Linked DNA regions of Capra hircus: region 2 is linked to region 1. The links are chromatin contacts, called in public Hi-C maps. All regions are on one chromosome and are shown on one strand. Each heading gives the region's core, a stretch centred on a gene start, on an enhancer-like site or on the middle of the called end of the contact. The rest is flanking DNA. Distances are from core to core; before and after follow the strand shown.

Evidence for each region. Hi-C and Micro-C count contacts between places; a contact is called where the count stands out from the background.
Region 2: a contact with region 1 is called in a Hi-C map of blood, with 2.8 times the contacts expected there. The contact joins the promoter of LOC108633856 here to the promoter of DCTPP1 in region 1. A contact is called at or near these places in 2 of 5 Hi-C or Micro-C datasets (blood and liver).

The regions. Positions count from the first base shown.
Region 1 is chr25:26,510,166-26,516,464 of ARS1.2, forward strand. DCTPP1 (dCTP pyrophosphatase 1) reads right to left here and starts at 2,906. Exons shown (of 3, transcript XM_018041031.1): 1 at 2,704-2,906; 2 at 1,911-2,021. The coding sequence starts at 2,801.
Region 2 is chr25:26,736,834-26,743,226 of ARS1.2, forward strand. LOC108633856 reads right to left here and starts at 4,858. Exons shown (of 4, transcript XM_018039987.1): 1 at 4,710-4,858; 2 at 4,648-4,707; 3 at 4,258-4,423; 4 at 3,497-3,504. The coding sequence starts at 4,832. The coding sequence ends at 3,497. SRCAP (helicase SRCAP) reads left to right here and starts at 4,861. Exons shown (of 34, transcript XM_018040168.1): 1 at 4,861-4,985.

The DNA of each region.
Region 1 (6,299 bases), core at 1,656-4,155:
GCACACACACATAGATGCTAGCTAGGACAGTGGGTTCCACCTCTCTTAGGAGCAGCCCAGACCTTGAAGCAGTGAACTCCCACCTCCTGGTAAGTTTCTTCCAGGACAAGTCAACCCATCTGGGCCCTGGACTCCTTATGGTGGGGAAGAGACCTCATCAGATGATTCACCCAGACCTCTGTGTCCCTACCTAAGCCAAGGAGAGGACATTTCACTTATTGGGACCCAGTCCTACTTGCCAACCCCCAGTCACTTCTACCCCAGACTAAACCTTAGACCTGGACCACTGCAAAAGTCTGCTAACTCATCTTTTCTTCTTACCCTACCATCTTTTAAAAGAACAAATTACATTTCATCCCTCCCGTGCTTAAAACGCCCCCAACTGGACTTCTCTGGTGGTCCAGTGGTTAAGAATCTGCCTGCCAATGCAGGGGACACGGGTTCGATCCCTGGTCCAGGAAGATTCCACATGCCATAGGGGCAGCTAAGCCCATGTGCCACAACTGTGAGCCCATGCACTGCTCGAGCGCCCTAGAGTCCATGCTCTGCAACAAGAGAAACCACTACACCTAGAGAGTAGACCCTACTCACTGCAACTAAAGAAAACTCACATGCAGCAACAAAGACCCAGCACAGCCAAAAGTAAAAATGACAACTCCTCCAACTGTTCTTGGAATAAAATCCAACCTCCTACCTCGCCCTCCAGGTTCTGCATGAAATGACTCCTGTCTCTGCCAATGTCATTATCCACCACACTCCCTCTGACCTGCCCCCCACCACCCTTAAAGCCATTCATTCTGGCCTCTTCTGTCTTGCAAACAGGCCAAACTGTCACAGGGCCTTTGCACTTTCTAATCCCTCAACCTTGAATGCTCTACCCCACCCATGCTTCCCATCAGGTCTCAGCTCAAATGTTACCTCCTTAGAACAGCCTTCTCCCTCTGTTACCTTCTTTCTCAACACCTCGTGTTATTTGCCTCCTAGAACTTGTCACAATTCCATATCTTTTAAAGTTAGTTCACTTATTTATTGTCAGTCTCTTTGCACTGTGAGTGTATCCATCTTGTTCAAGACCATATCTTGATTCTAGATGACCTAGCACCCAGACAGTGCTCATGCACCTGTAATGAATGAATGAATGGATTGCCCTCCCACACATCTGTGCTGTCATTTCTCCATGCCCCTGAGACTACCCTGGTTTAGTCCTCACCATATTTTGCCTCATCTACACCAGTCTCCTCACTGATTTCCCCTGACACAATTCTCCTAGGGGATCAAATCCACTCTGCAGGTACAGTGATCTTCCTACCACTCAAATCGGGTCAGGTGTTCTGTCCAGAACTCCATTACTTCCCAGCCGAATCCTACCATTCTGTGTTCCTATCCTACCCCTCTCCTCTGCAGCCACAAGAGATACATGTATCAAGTACTTATTGTGTGTTGGGTACTTGAGACACACCAGAGAATAAGACAGATACAAAACCCTTGCCCTTTGTCAAGAAGCTTACACTAAAGGAATCCTACCTTGTCGCTGAATTCCTACATTCTCACTGAATTTAACTCGCCCTTTTCCATCTCACTACCTTTGCAAATGTGGTTCCCCCTCTCTGGAATGCCTTCTATAGAAGATCAGCCTTTCTACCCCAGAGGCAGAGGTAAAGGAAGGTTGCCACCACCCCTTCTCAGACCTGGATCTACCTTGCTGTTTTTACACCTTTCTCTCCCAGGAGACTGGGAGCCCCTAGAGGGCAGTGGACCCATAAGTCATCTCTCTGAATGCCCAGCAACCAGGTACAGAAGAGCTTGGCAGTGAGGAGCGGAAACTGGATCCATGGATATTTGATGGTCAAATGAATCCTCCCCTCCCCTCCTCAACACAGACTCTTCCAGAGAGCCTGTCATCTACTCACAAGAGCTCTGCCAGCTCCCCCACTTCCCCCACCAAGGCCAGGAGGAGGTTTCGAGGCTGATGGAACTGCTCCCAGTCTCGTTCAGCAGCGAACTCAGCATGGAGGCGGCGGCTGGAATGGGAGAAAGAGGTGGAAGTCCAGGTCCAAGGTTAGGGGATGGGGGAGGAGATGCAGAGCCCTGGCAGGTACTCAGTGAGATGCAATGGGGGCATGCGAGTCAGAGGGGATTCTGCAACTAATTCTTTGGATGGTCTAAACAGGTCATCTCTTTTTTAAAGGATGTGGTTTTCTCATCTGTAAAATGGGTGCATCCTTACACAGACCCTAAACTATCGAAATCTAATAATACCCTCATTTTCATTATTCCACTTCCTGTTGCTGCTTCTGCAGTTTTCCTCCACCTGGAATAACCCTGTCTCTGCATATCTAAATCCTATTGATTTTATGGAATGCAGCCCCAGGACACTTCCCCCAAGAAGCCCTCCTGGATTTCCTCCAGAAAGAAATGTCTTCGACGTCTCAACACTGCATTTGCTCCCATCCTACCTCCCGCTCCTGGAGGACAGAGGCAGGGCAGAAGCATCACCGTACTCCGGCATGTCCCCTGCCTCAGATGTGTATAGTTAAGCCCATTTTGCAGAGGAGAAAGTTAGAAGTTCGCCTGGGGTCAGCCCCCAGAACTAGAACCTGAGCACAGCTGCTAGCCTTTCTTTCCGAACACGTGGAGGGACCCTACCCGAAAGGAGGGAGTACGGGCGATCTACCCAGCTCAGGCTGGGCAAGGACGGCTTACATGTCCTCCAGCGTTGGTTCCGAGCTGAAGCTGAAGGGGCCGGTAGCGGTAGTGCTCTCTCCTCTGGCACCTCCACGAATCTCTTCATTCGCGGACATGCCGCCCACCGAGCTGCAGCGGGGACCGTCAGGGAGAACCAGCAGCCAAGCTCGGAGCCCCCGCCTCCAGAGCCCCTGACCAATCACAGGCGTTTGTGATTGCTTCATAGGGGCGGAGCCAAAGGAAAGACCAGTTACTCTTGTGGAGTTAGCTAAATCCCTCCCCTTACCCGGACTGGACCAACCTGAGAGGACTTCAAGCGGGTGTTCTTTGGCTCTCGCCCCTGAATTCTTGAGTCTGACCGAAAACCTTAAAGATATAGGTACCAGATTCGACTAGGGGAAGAGACAAAGGGCAGAGAGCGGAGAGCGCAGGCGCGTCATTTCCCTTTGGGACGCCAGATGGCACCAAAGCGAAATGACAGACCGGGGAGCCTCGTGGCGAACCCCAGAAACGAATGGTTTAAAGGAGAGAGGAGAGTTTATTAAAACGATACAGGAATGTCTCCAGGATAAAACTGAGCCTGAGGAATGAACTGGAACTAGGGTTGTTCAGTCGCTCAGTCGTGACCGACTCTGCGACCCCGTAGACTGCAGCATGCCAGGCTTCCCTATCCTTCACTGCCTCTCGGAGTTTGCTCAAACTCGTGTCCTTTGAGGACTTCTCTGTAACCTAAAAGGTAAACAATCTGCCTGTAATGCCAGAGACCAGGGTTCGATCCTTGGATCTGGAAGATCCTCTGGAGAAAGGAATGGCAATCCACTCCAGTATTCTTGCCTTGGAGAATCCCATGGACAGAGAAGCCTGGTTGGCTGCAGTCTGTGGGGTCGCAAAGAGTCGGACACGGCTGAGCCACTAAAACACACACACACACACACACACACACACGTCCATTGAGTCGATGATGCCATGCAACCATCTCACCCTCTAGGGGAACTAGGGAAGCTGTTTCAATTTTACATATTTAATCCTCACAGCTATTCATTCAGTCCTCAAATCAGCCCTCTGAGGTAGTTAATATTATAGTCATCATCTCCATTTTACAGACACAGAAACTGAGAGATTGAGTAATTTAACTCTACAGCTAGTTAAGTGGTAGCCAGGTTACAAATTTAAGCAGTTTGGCTTCAGAATCTGGGTTAACTCCTACACTGCTGCTACTGCTGCTGCTGCTAAGGCGCTTCAGTCGTGTCCGACTCTGCGACCCCATAGACGGCAGCCCACCAGGCTCCCCCGTCCCTGGGATTCTCCAGGCAAGAACACCGGAGTGGGTATATTGTTTCAAATGGTGATAAGTACTATGGTAGATAGTAAGATAGAAAGGACCTGGATCCTTGATAACATTGCTGAGCCACTTATTTTAAAATAGGTTACAGAGATGCCCGGATTTAAGACTCTGGTTATATAAGATAATAAATCCCTTTATTGGTCAAACCACTTTTAGAGTTTTGTTTTTGCTACTTGTCTTTGAGAAATTGACATTTAACCTGAGTAATTATTAATAAATCAAGGGAAATAGGGGACTTCCCTGGTGGTCCAGTGGCTAAGACAATGCACACCCAATGCAGGGGGCCAGGTTCAGTCCCTGGTCAGGAAACTAGATCCCACATGCTGCAATTAAATATCCCAAATGCCTCAATTAAGTCTCCCAAATGCTGCAATGACGATCAAAGATCCTGCATGTTGCAACTAAGACCTGGCATAGCCAAATACATATTTTTAAAAAAACATTAAAGAAAAATCAAGGGGAATAGAGTACTAGGTAGAGAGGACATCAGTGGTTAAAGTAGGGAAGGCTTGGCATGTTCTAAATGCAAAAAGAGTTCCAGTGTGGCAGGAATGCAGTGAACAAACAAGGGGGAGAATGGTGGGATGTGGTGTTGGAGAAGTAAAAAGAGATGAGATCAGATCAATCAACCATTGATTTTATTTCATATTTTATTTTATTTTAGATTTTAAGTATGTGGGAACCTTTTGAAGGATTTTAGGCAGGGGAGCCATATGATCATATTTTGTATTTCTGAACCCTCTTACTGCTGTGTTAAGAATGAACTGGAGGAGGGACTTGCCTGGTGGTGCCGTGGATAAGAAGATAAGGTGGCGTCCATCTGCCAATGCAGGAGACATGAGGTCGATCCCTGATCCAGGAAGATTCCACATGTCAGGTAACAACTAAGCCAGTGCACCATGACTACTGAGCCTGTGCTGCAACTGTTGAAGCCCGCATGGCCTAGAGCCCATGCCCCACAACAAGAGAAGCCACTGCAGTGAGAAGCTTTCATATGGCAACTAGGGAGTAGCCCCCACTCACCACAACTAGAGAAAGCCCTTGCAAAGATTCAGTGCAGCCAAAAATAAATAAACAAATAGTTTCAAAGAGAATGAACCAGAGGAGGGCAAGAGGTAAGAAGCAGGGAGATGCGTTACTGCAGTTTTCTAGCAAGAGATGTTGATGAATTGGCCTGGGCTGATGGCAGGTGAAGATGAAAAAAAATAGATGCATATCTTGGAGATAGACCTGTAGGTTTTGTTGGTTTTAAACTAGTGAGATGGGAGAAAGGGTAGAATCAAGCATGGCTTGCAGGTTTTGAGTGCTGAGCAGCTTGGTGGATGGATGGTGACTAATACTGGGATGAGGAAGATGAGATGCAGGATTGAACACAAGAGGCATCAGAAGTGTGCTTTAGGACAAAGCAAGTGAAGACCCACATCAAGTTGGCAGGTAGATTTATGAGCCTAAGGCTTAGAGGCAAGATGAGGGCTGAAAATTCAGATTTGGTAGTCTCTGTCATTTAAACACTAAAGCTTGGGAATTCGAGAATAACTAGTACAAGAATCTAGGTAGGCAAGACTAAGATTTGGGGTATGGCTCATTGGTAAAGAATCTGCTTGCCAACGTGAGAGAGAGGAGGATCGATCCCTTGGTCGGGAAGATGTCCTGGAAGAGAAAATGGCAACCCACTCCAGTATTCTTGCCTGGGAAATCCCAGGGACAGAGGAGCCTGGCAGGCTACAGTCCGTGGGGTTGCAGAGTCAGACATGACTGAGCGACTCAATAACAAGAGAAGAGAAGGTGAGGTAGGAGGAAAATTGACAGAGTGTGAAGTTATGGACACCAAGAGAGGAAAGCATTCCAGAATGAGTGGACATCTGATGCGGCGGAGCAGCTGGGTAAAGTGAGAGCACAGAATTTGCTCCTGGATTAGGCAACATGGAATTTAGATATGGGAGGTCGGAGATATGAGGGTGTCCTGGGTAACTCCTAGGTTTCTGGCTTGAGTAAATAGATGAATGGTTTTGTCATTTGCTGAAATGAGGACATAGAAGATCTGGAAGTGGTGGTAGGAGGGAAGATACTGAATTCAGTTTGGGACAGGTTGAGTCTGAGATCTAGGCAAAACATCCAGGCAATGTCCAGCAGGTAGGTGAATATACAGGTCTGAAGTTTGGAGCATTGAGCTGCCTTATGGATCTGGGTACTAAAAGTTTCCGGAGCCAAGTACCACCCCTAGCACCTTCCTTGGTGTTTACTAAGCTTCTCCAGTTGTGTGTGTGCT
Region 2 (6,393 bases), core at 3,608-6,107, 230 kb after region 1:
TGCATCTAAAAAGTCATCATTGCCACATACAAAGTCGCCTGGCTTTTCTCCTATGTTATCTTCTAGGAGTTTCATGGTTTTGTGCTTTATATGTAAGTGTGTGATCCATTTTGAGTTAATTTTTGTGAACTGCATAGGAACTGTGTCTAAATTCTTTTTTGCATGTGGATGTCCAGTTGTTTCAGCACCATTTGTTGAAAAGACTATCTTTGTTCTATAGAACTGCTTTTGCTCTGTTGTCAAAGATCAGTAGACTGTATTTATGTGGGTCTATTTCTCGGCTGTCTATTCTGTTCCATTGACCTGTCCATTCTCTTGCCAGTACTACACCATCTTGATTGCTGTGGCTTTATAATGAGGTCTGAAGTCTGGTAGTGTCAGTCTTCCAACGTTGTTCTCAATACTGTTTTGGCTATTCTGTTCTTTTGACTCTCCATACAAACTTTAGATTCAGCTTGTTGATATGCACACAACAACTTGCTGAGATTTTGACTGGGACTGCATTGAACCTATAGTTCAAGTTGGGCAGAACTGACATCTTGACAATATTAAATCTTGAAACATTTACTTTTCATTCAACCAAAATCTCATTTGTCTAACAGAACAAAAATCTCTTCATCACAGGGTTGTTTGAAATATTTTTCATATATTAATTATCTAGAGACTATGAAACCTGTTGACAATGTCCCTGCTCTCAAGGAGTTCATCTTTAAGTGGGAACGGGGCAGACAATAAACAAGCATACAAATACATTAATAATTTCAGGTAAGGGTTGTGAAAAAGGCATGTGATAGAGAGACTGGCAGTGAAAGAGCTACTTAATGTCAGGGAATTTCTCTAAGGAGGCAACATTTGGACTAAGACCTTCATGAAAAGGGAGAGCTGGCCATGAGAAAGATTTTTAATTTTTATTTACCTTTATTATTATTATAATTACTTTTTGGCTGAGCCACATGGTTTGTGGGATCTTGGTTCTCCGACTCGGGATTGAACTTGCACCAATGGCAGTGAAAGCACTGCGTTTTAACCGGTGGATCGTCACAGAACTCCGAGAAAAGGTTTTAGACAGAGGGAACAATGGAGATGAAGGCTCTGAAAGCAGAAGTGATGGATGTTTTGGAGAACAGCGTGGTGGCTATAGTACAGTGAAGGAGAGGTATATGAGGTTAAAAAAAATAGAAGGGATCATATCCTTTAGGGTTACTTTATTGAAAAAGAAAGTAAAAAAATACACGTTGTGAGATATATACAATGTACAATTTTAAAAATTATCTCTTTTTGGCTGTGCTGGGTCTTCGTTGCTGTGCAGGCCTTTCTCTAGTTCTGGTGAGTGGGGGATACTCTGTAGTTGTGGTGTACAGGCTTCTCAGTGCCGTGGCTCTCAGGCACGTGGGTTCAGGAATGGTGGCTCCCAGGATCTAGAGCACAGGCTCAGTACTTGTGGCCCATGGGCTTTGTTGCGCCACCATATGTGGGATCTTCCTGGATCAGCGATTGACCCCATGTCTCCTGCGCTGGCAGGTGGATTCTTTATCACTGAACCACCAGGGAAGTCCTACAATTTTTTTTTTTTAGATATATTTTTCAAGATGTATTTATTTTTGGCTGTGCTGGGTCTTCGTTGCTGCATGAGAGCTCTCTCCAGTTTCAGCGAGGGGGCTACTCTCTAGTGGTGGTGCTCAGGCTTCTCATTGTGTGGCTTCTCTTGTTACTTTGGGCTTCAGTAGCTGTGGTTCATGGGCTCTGGAGCACTGGCTCGGTAGTTGTGGTGCATTAGTTGCAAGTATACAATTTTTACATGGACATTTTAGTGAAGGTTTACGTCTGTATTCACCCATGGATGTGACCTTATCTAGATCGAGATATAAAACAGGAGTCAGCAAACATTTTTGGTAAGGTGCCAGACAGAAAATAGTTTAGGCTTTGTAGGCCTATGGTCTCTGGTGCAACTACTCAGCTCCACTATTACAGGAAGGCAGCCCTAGTTGCTATGTAATGAATGGGCATGGTCTGATTCCCATAAATCTTTAGTTACAGACACTGAAATTTGAATTACATGTAATTTTAACATATTACAAAATATTTTCCTTCTTTTTTCTTCAACCATTTGAAAATATAAAAGCCTTTCCTAGGACTTCCCTGGTGGTCCAGTGGTTAAAAATCCATCTGCCAATGCAGGGGACATGGGTTCAATCCCTGGTCCAGAAAGATCCCATAAGCTGTGGAGCAACTAAGCCTATGCACCACAACTACTGAGCCTGTGCCCTAGAGCCTGAGAGCCACAACTACTGAGCAACTACTGAAGCCTGAGAACCTAGAGCCCGTGCTCTACAACCAGAGAAGCCTCCACAATAAGAAGCCCACAAAGTGTAATGAAAGGTAGCCCCTGCTCACCACAACTAGAGAAAGCCTTCACAGCAATGGAGACCCAGTGCAGCCAAAAATAAAAATATTTAAGAAAACACTTAGCTTGTCAGCTGTACAAAAAACAGGTGGTGTGCAGGACCTGCTCTTTGGGCTATAGTTTACCAACCTCTGATACATTTCTAGTATCCCCTTTGTGCATCTTTCCAGTTAAAACCCTTCTCCCCTACTGGTTATTGTTCTGATTTTTGTTAATTTTTGTTGCTCTTAAACCTTTTATAATCTGAATCACATGTATTTATTCTTCATCTCCACATGTCTGTCCTATGGGAATGTTAAGCCGTGATACATAATTTTCATGTAAGAGGACTAAGATGCCATTTGGGGATTTCAAGTGTGAGAGCGTCATGATCTGATATATATGAAAAGGTCACTCTGGTGGCTGTGCGGAGAACAGAGTAATGGAAAACAGGAGTGGAACTGGGAGGCCCGGGAGTAATCCAAGCCACGAGATGATGGTGGCTGGACCACAGTTACAGTCATGGAAATGGAAGACAAATTTTAGACTTGAGCTCACATAACCAATATTAGTTATTTATTTTTAAAATAAGGTGTGATAATACTATCAAATTTCCTGAATAATCTTTCTGAGACTGGCATTGAGAATTGTCATGTATACACCGTGGCCCTACCTTCAAGGAGTTGACAACAGTTTTGGGGGTGGGGTGCACAGACTGCGAATCCAGATACAATTCAATCAGTGTTTTAAGAAGCCCAGGAGGCTGTGGGAACCAGAAGGGGTATTAAACCAGCCTGATGGTGGTCAAGAGAGATCACCTGAGGGTTGTGGCCTTTGAGCTAAATTCTGAAGGAAAAGTCTTGAAAAAGGATTAAAAAAAATTATATGGCAAGGGTAAGAAATCTGAGACTCTTGGAAGCTCAGTGAAGTTCTATGATGGTGTCTCAGAGAATATGTAATCCTGGCTTAGAAAAAACACTTTGAACTGGGTCTAAATAGATGGGCATTTATCTACATTTTCAATCAATCCATCCTGTATGCTTCTGTGTGCCCTGAGGCTCCAGCAAAGAACAGAGGTAGCAAACTGACAGCCTGAATCTGATGTATTTTGGCCTACATTCCTGTAGGGCGACCACAGGAACAGTGGTTTGAACAGAGGTTATTACTTTTGGACAGAGCACATGGTCTCCTGTTCCTGGTATTCCTTATTTGCTCTCTTTGCTTTTACATTACCTTCTTGGCCCTACTAGGTTTTTGTTTTCAACTCATGGTCTTTACTGTAAGAAAAACAGTACTTTAAATCACTTACACAGAGAGAATCATCAACTCTTCGAGTAGAATGGGGAAGACCTAAACTGAGTGAATGAAGAGAAGTTGAATGAGAGCTTTACCCTGGATTTCTAACCTGGCTTCTAGGGTAGGCTTTAGGTGGTAAATTTTGAGTGTTTGTATCCTTGTGACTTAGGCTGGTTGGCTATGAATTGGGTGAAGATATCAGATTCTCAAAAGGGGTACTCAACCTAGAAAGCTGGCAAACAGCATAAATGCTTAGGAATTATTGGGAATACTATCATAAAGAAGGCTGAGCGCCGAAGAATTGATGCTTTTGAATTGTGATACCGGAGAAGACTCTTGAGAGTCCCTAGGACTGCAAGGATATCAAACCAGTCAATCCTAAAGGAAATCAATGCTGAATATTCATTAGAAGGACTGATGCTGAAGCTCCAATACTTTGGCCGCCTGATGGCAAGAGCCAACTCATTAGAAAAGACCCTGATGCTGGGAAAGATTGAGGGACGGGGGATAAGGGGGAAGACAGAGGATGAGATGGTTGGACAGCATCACTGACTCAATGAACGTAAGTCTGAGCAAACTCCGGGAAATAGCGAAAGGCGAGGAAACCGGGCGTCCTGCAGTCCATGGGGTTGTATTGAGTCGGTGACAACTTAAGAGACTAAACAACCCTTGTGTGAAATGAAGCAGGTCTACATAAGTGGACTGCCATATGAATCCAGAAGCCCATGCTCCACTGCTAACTAGCTAAAAGTACCTGAGAAATTGCTTTGCACTCCGGGTGATCTATTAAAGTGAGGCGGACTCATCCGAGTTGGCAGCCGCAATGCAGCTCCAGCAGCAGGTTCCGTAGTGGATAAAAACGCTTCGTCGCGGGCAAGCGCTTTCCCCGCGCGGACTACATCTCCCAGCCGGCCTTGCGCTTCGGGCAGCGCCCTACGCTAGCACGCGAGCTTCCTCGCTCCCCCAACCTCCAGTTACTGTTTCTCGCGAGAGGACGGGCCGCGCCGGCGGTAGCGATAGTGAGCTGTGGTGGTGGCGGTGGTGTTGGTGGTGGCGGCCGAGACGGCGGCGGCCATTTTGGTGAGGCCTCGGAAGCGGCGGCGGCGGTTCGCTGCGAGTAGCGTCTTCCACTTTTCCCACCGCCCGCCCGCATCACTGTGCCGCGAGAGGAAGCAGTGGAAGCAAGGCGGTGGTAGTAGCCGCGGGCCCCAGGGGAATTTAAAGGCCGCGAAGGCGGCGGCCAAGAGGGGGCCCTCCCCCCTCCTCGGCGGGAGGGGGGGTGGTGCGCACGCCCCCGAGGACGCAGGTAAGGAGAGGGAGACAAGATGGCGGACGCCTCACAGTTCCCCCTCCCCTGACGGGTGATTGCGCGCGCATCTTTCCGCCACCGCCTCCCCTCCCACCTTCCCGGGATGCTGCGCGCGCACCTTCGGCCGGGGCCCCGGGGCCGGTGCGCGAGGCTGTCGGCGCGCGCCCATAGAGACAGGCTCAGGGGGGCCAGGCTGGCCGGCGCTGGGCCCGGGCGCGTCTCCTCTCCCCTCCCGCCGGTCTGCGCACGCGTACCTGAGCGAGCGAGCGAGCCCTGAGAGGACGGACCCAGGTGCGCTCCTGCCCGCCCATCAACCCCAGCCCCCTCTCAGGGGCGCGCGGGAAGAGGAAGGGGGGCGTGGGACGAGTAGTCGGGGCGCGCGCCCACCATATCCAGTCAGGAGCTAGGACCTAGCGGCACTAGCCCTCCTTTATCTCAGCCTTTCGCGGTCTGGTGGTGGTGGGGGGTTGCTCCCTGACCGGCAGGGATGAAAGACTGCCTAGCTTTGCGACCCTTGTGTGCGTGGGTTTGGGTTCTGGCGGGAGCCCCCGGGCGGTGCGCGCAGCCGGCTCTCTCCGCCTCCAGGCGCGCACGCGCGGGCCCCTCCCCCAGTCGCTCACGTTGGGTGGGGTGGGAGTCTAGGAGGGGGCGGGGCCATCTTAGGGCTAGTGGCAAGTTGGGGCAGAGGTCAGGGGTCACGCCGGGTCAGGCTGTTGGGACACGCTGGGAGACGGTAATGAAGCCGGGGGTCGGGAGTTCATACTTCTTGATTCTGGTTGTTAGCGCGATTCCAGTGACTTGTGGAACAGGGAGTGAATCAAAGGCTGCGCCGTGGTTAAGGAATTTCCTTAAACACTGGGGAAACACTTCCGGGACTTTTGTGGGTTTACCCTGCCTATTTCCGGAGTATGGTTCTTTGCTTTTAGGCTTTCCTTACCTCTGAGTGCTACTCTAAGGTAGCTCTAGTTCTGGTGTTTGAGGAAGTGTCTTATGGGGCAGGTGTAGGAGTCGAAGGGCTCCCCTGAGGAAGGGTGGGTTCTCCTGTGTTCAGCCCTCACTGGAAAGGAGAGCAGGCTGCCAGACAGCCAGCATCTTTTGAGCTTCTGGATGTGACAGCTTTTTTGGCTTTGTTAATTTCAGCGGTTGGAGCCTTTTACCCTTCAGCTTTTTAAACTTCTTGTCGAGGCTTCACTTGCCAGCTTCTCTTCCCCAGCCAGAATCTAATATCCCTAAGAAATTCTGTTTTCACAGCACATGGTTTGTTTTCAATTTTTGGAAATGTGATCTTTTTCTACTACTGTTAATTCTCTTCAGCCTTTGAACTGACTTGGGTTTATTAAAAAGACTTCAAAAGTTGGTGTAAAGAAGGCTTTGATGGGTGTTGGTAGATGTGAATTAGTTCCTC